Regions from separate parts of the Nomascus leucogenys genome. Here region 1 is linked to region 2. The links are chromatin contacts, called in public Hi-C maps. All regions are on one chromosome and are shown on one strand. The core of a region is the stretch at or near the end of the contact, and the rest is flanking DNA. Distances in the headings are between cores, read along the strand shown. Region 1 overlaps RORA (nuclear receptor ROR-alpha). Region 2 overlaps RORA (nuclear receptor ROR-alpha).

The links. Hi-C and Micro-C count contacts between places; a contact is called where the count stands out from the background.
Region 1: a contact with region 2 is called in a Hi-C map of a lymphoblastoid cell line, with 7 times the contacts expected there. The contact joins two enhancer-like sites. A contact is called at or near these places in 2 of 4 Hi-C or Micro-C datasets (both in a lymphoblastoid cell line).

Annotation. Positions count from the first base shown.
Region 1 is chr6:80,151,291-80,153,990 of Asia_NLE_v1, forward strand. The region is part of intron 1 of RORA (nuclear receptor ROR-alpha); the gene reads right to left. Among named protein-coding and RNA genes, the nearest start is that of RORA, 310 kb to the right of the region's middle. Within about 2 kb of position 1,256, the one cell type or tissue checked has an H3K27ac peak away from gene starts, as active enhancers do. A contact at or near this core is called in a lymphoblastoid cell line, where this site is marked.
Region 2 is chr6:79,824,956-79,827,655 of Asia_NLE_v1, forward strand. The region is part of intron 2 of RORA (nuclear receptor ROR-alpha); the gene reads right to left. Among named protein-coding and RNA genes, the nearest start is that of ICE2, 110 kb to the left of the region's middle. Within about 2 kb of position 1,391, the one cell type or tissue checked has an H3K27ac peak away from gene starts, as active enhancers do. A contact at or near this core is called in a lymphoblastoid cell line, where this site is marked.

The DNA.
Region 1 (2,700 bases), core at 6-2,505, 330 kb after region 2:
CCAGCACTTTGGGAGGCCGAGGCATGTGGATCACGAGGTCAGGAGATTGACACCATCTTGGCTAACACGGTGAAACCCCGTCTCTACTAAAAATACAAAAAATTAGCCCGGCATGGTGGCGGGCGCCTGTAGTCCCAGCTCCTCGGGAGGCTGAGGCAGGAGAATGGCGTGAACCCGGGAGGCGGAGCTTGCAGTGAGCAGAGATCGTGCCACTGCACTCCAGCCTGGGTGACAGAGCAAGACTCCATCTCAAAAACAAAACAAAACAAAACAAAAAAAATCAATACCTCTAGGTGCTAGAGAAACAGTGTTTGGGGAATCCATTAACAGGTGTGATTTAAAAATTTTTTAGAACTGCTTTACTGAGGCATAGTTTATATACCACAAAATCCACACATTATAAGCATCCAATTTAATGATATTTACTGATTTTTAATAAATGTATAGAGTAGTACAACCATTACCATAATTTAGTTTTAGAAAAAAGTTCAATTTGGAAAAAATAGTGCTTTGAAAAGGTATCACTGCTTGCCCATTATAGCACTATAGGGTTTATTCTTACTGATAATCTGCCTAAAGTAGCCTCCACAAAACACTGGGTAAGGGCAGCCATGCTTTGGAGGACTTCCTCTTTCCCTGGCTTCTAAGTGATTATGTGCTGGGATTCAGGAGTGAGCTCAGAGCTCACCACCTCATGCTCAGGCTCAGGGAGTGGCCCTTGGTGTGGACATGGAAATCCCTGCCATGTCCACGGCCTCCGTGCTCACCACCTGGAAAGTTACAGAGAGCTCCCGGTTACACCTCTGGTTTCTAGAGCCAGTAGAGCAAGCCTGTGATCAGCCCCTCCACCCCAGCCTCCTACATCCACCTCTCCTAGGAAAGCCTAGAGGAAATTGGCCAACGTCTTGGTATTCCACTCTGGTTGCCAAGTCCCCTTATTGTTTTTGCATTTCTAAGAGACTGTCAGTACAACTTCCCCCGTGACTGCCACGTGACAGGCTGTGCTGTCCTTTATCTCAGGACGCCAAATGACTTACTTCATTCCGGGTCTTTCTGTTTCACTGTGAGTCAGGTGGAAAACAGAAAGGTGGCCCTATTTTAAGGCAAATGTTAAAACAAAGACAATGCTGTGCTTTGCTGGCATTTGTTAGCAGCAGACACGGTTAAAGAATGGCTACAGGCAAATATTTGGATGACTATAGAATCTGCTTAAATACTATGGATTTACTGTACAGGGTGTCAAAGTAACAGCTGTAGAATTAGAGTCTATTAAAGGGGGTCTCAACAAAAAATATTTATTCCTTTATATGCATGCTGTTTTGTCTTTTGAAAATTATCTTTCCCCTTTTTTCCATCTCATAGTTCCCTCCAAACAATTGACCACTCCTTTTGCCATGTCACTGCTTCCTATGGAACTCAGTCCAGTGGATTAAGTGTTTCTGTTAATGTCTGTCTCCCTTTCACACTGTGAGTTTTGTAGGAAAGGGACCATGCCTATTCACCTCTGTAACCCTAGTGTATACCATGGTGTCTGGCAATAGATGATCTGCACTCCATTGACTGGGAAGAGGCTGTGAAAACAAAGAGGGGTGCACATTCAGAGCAAATATTTCCTGCTTTGGCTGTGCTAATTTGCTGTACTTTACACGGCCAGGGAATGATGTGTGATCATTTGTTGAATTAAGAAATTGTTTTGGACTCAAGAAGCACCAAATGTAAACTGCAATGTCAGACTGCGAGAGAAAGGGCGGGAGGCTTTGGGGAAAGGGCTTTCCCAAAGTGCTTGCCCATGGGGAGGTGAGGGGGAATGCAGGCTCCTAGCCACAGAGAATGAATTCACTAAGTCCACCGCCATGCTTTGTGAGAACCAGGCAGCCACTCCTCCTTACATACATCCCCAGTCAGATCTATAGCCATGACAAGAAATACAAAGGTGTGCTTTCTATTTGTGGTTCATGGAATTGCCTTCAGGATTTGAATTTTATCTACCATGTCCACTGTTCTGTCTCCAAGACTTATCACAGTACCTGGCACACAGAACGCAGTAAATATTTGTGATGCAAATGAATATTTCATAGTCCAGCTGGCTTCTTTCCCATGTTTTTTTTTCTTTAATTGTGCACTAAAACCACGGTGTCCTGGAATAAATTTTCTATTGAACATCTCACTTGACTGGGAAGTAATCTGTGAATGTGATTAAGAAACGAGAGCAAATCCACGGAAACCAAGGCTTGGGAGTTCCATCATTTAGAAAACAAAAGCAGTCAAGACTAAAAATCTCAGACATCGTAAAGTGATTACTCACCTTCTGGGTGACCCCAGAAATATCAGAGGACGCCGGGGGTCAGTGGGCCATCCAGGAAGAAGCTCTGGTGAAGGGGAGGGCACTAATGTTTCTTTGGCACTTGCTCTGAATCAGGTGTTGGGCCAAATGCTTCCACCTTTCATTTTGGTACTCACAACAGACCCTACCAGATGGTTATGGTGATCATGACTTTCCAAATGAGGAGGGGAGATCAGAGAAACTATCTGTCATACCCAAGATTGCCCAGCTAGAAAGTAGCCACACCAGAACTTGAACACTAGCCTACCTAATTCTAAAATTCAGCTTTTTCCAGCCCAATAAGTTCCTCTGGATTTTAAGTCCCAGCAGGGCAGAAACAAGGCTCTGGGCAGTTACCTCTGTAGCCTGCTCTCCCC
Region 2 (2,700 bases), core at 141-2,640:
TCCCTATTTGTTTATGAAATGCCTAGTAAACTTCAGAAGCAGTAACATTTTAAAAAATGAAATAACTGGAAAACCTAGGGAAGAAACTTAACATTATTGTTTATTGACAATAATAATCCTTGACAGGAGCAAAGATTTTTAAAGTTATCATATTATTTCCTGAAAATATGATGAGGGCTAACAAATTTCATTCCAAAAAGAAAATCCAGAAACAAAAGATTTCAGCTGCTTCCTTGCATTTTGCCCATTGGATGGTATATGCTATTATCCATCTATTTAGACCTCCTATCTCTTGACATAGCACTCTTGACAATTAACAGAAAAATCATGTTCTATCATGTCACACAAAATACTGACGGATAGTAAAAGCTCTGACTACGACTCTCTTGGTTCATGAGTCAAAAGGTTGGGATGGAAGGGAGTTATCTTCAGTAGAATAGCTAGATGAGGGAGACAGAACTTGTAAATCATTCCTCAGAGGGTCTGTATGTGGTCTTTGAGATACTATCAAATGTCAGTTCACACCTGACTTGTCACTGGTGGATGGCTCCGAAAAAACTATTTTTTAAGTAGAGAAACATAAAAATGGTGTAGCTGCTGACTCTGAATGTCTAATTATGGTTTTAAAATTATTAAATATGAAATATATAAAGGCAGCCTTGATTTCTTACTAATAAATGCTGTAAATAGTAAAAATGTATGCAGAAAACATTTCCATGACAGAGTATTCTTAGGAAATTTGTTCCACATAAGGGGTTTTGTTGATCCCTACAATAATTTAAGAGATTTTTAAAACTGAACCCTACATCTACCTCTGCAAATCTGTTCATCCATCCGTCCACCCATCCATCCATCTATCCATCCAGTAACTTCTTTTCCCCAGTAAATGGCCATTTATGAATATTATTTTCCTAGGTACCCCAGAGCAAATAACAAAGTGGCTGGGTGCTATTGTAGGTGCTTTGCAATTATCACCTTGCTGATCTCATCCATTTTTATTGTGTTTCACTTGAGTGGGAGGGAAAGATAGGAGGAAAAGGACACTAATGAGAATTATTAATATATTTACAAGTATATCTACTACATATTAAAGAGCTAAGGTTTAGATGACATACTGTATATTTTTAAATGACTATTTCTGTTTAGAAATTACATTATTTCATGACTGGGCAGCACTAAATAAATTATATGGTTCTCAATTCAAATCGTGGGCAAAAGGGTTTACTTGTGCATGATGTTGCTTTGTATCTCAAGTAATGTGATTGAAATATATAAAATCAAGAGGCTGCCCATGAAAATCGTGCTTTTAAAATACTCTCTACTTCATGGAGGGTCCAGGCTTCTCCCTCCTCCCATGGATAAATGGATTCAGAAATCCTCTTTGTCTTTAAAAGAAGTGATCCCTTCTTGCCAGATAAGCACTCTGCTCAGTACTGGCAACCATTTGGGTTTTCTCTTTTCAAGATCCAGCCATCACCTTCTCCCAATCCTTCCCATCACAGGTAACAAAAACGGTACAAAAATCCCAGTGAAGGGATACCAGGCAGTGGGTCCTTACAATGAGATCAGAGATCGAATTCCAATTTCATTTGGTAAAAAGAAAGGCCAAGTTCTTCAAAACTACTGAATCGTATTTATTAGAGTTGGACATACTACCAACACATACAGTATTTTCAAAGTGGTGAGGAGTCTTGCATTTGCACATGAATCAGGTGGGGGGAAGAATCTATGGGCCAGAAATTCCCTTTAAGCCTCCCTGTGCTCTTATAACTCCATTTACATGAACACAGGCTGAGCACTCATATGAAGCAAAGGGGTATATAATCTACTGAAACTGATGAACGTCTTACGTTTCCTTTCAGTACTCCGCTGCCGCGTGACATTTGGCCAATGCACTTTTACGATGAGCAGAACAAGTGCTCCCCCGATTATAAATGTTATGGCTGGCTCTCTCCCTTTGCCCAAGAAGCAATCCAAATGGTATTGGAATTTTGTTGTTAATTAAACAAAAGCAAAATTGAAGGATGGGACTAGAGTTGCTCAAATGAAGATTTATTACATTTGAGCATGAAACTAAGCCTAAACTTATTTGACAACTAATGCAGAGGAAGGATTTTCTTCTCTGGTGAGTTCAAAGGGCCTGATTTAATGATGTTTAAAAAACATCAGTAAATCAGCCAACAAAGGGAATCTTTCTTTTATGGTGGCTTGTTCTCTCCTCCCTTGTCCACACGCATCCACATACCAAAAAGCTATATTGTAAATAGTATTTCTGTTTTGCACGAAAAATCTAGTTATACAAACTCTCTTACACATGGAACCAATTTAACTATTAAAACTGAGAGACAATAGGGAAGTATTTAATAAGATTCTAAGCCAGTTTTTCTCTCTTAAATCTGATATGGAAACATTTACAGCATTCCTCACTTTCCCACAAACTATTTTCTTTTTCAGCTTAAGTTTGCACCAAAGCAAGATAATCCCATTAAAATTCAGGATATTATGATATTGGGAGTGAAATATTCTAATTGTCCAGATGGATTCTCTCTCCCTCTTCCTCTACCTCTCTCTCTCTCTCTCTCTCTCTCAGGCAGCTGAGTTTATAGAAAAATTGCATTGCCAGTACTTCTGAGGCACTTTTTTCAAAGCACAATACTATGAATCTATTATTTTATGGCAGACAGAGGTCACTCCAAGACA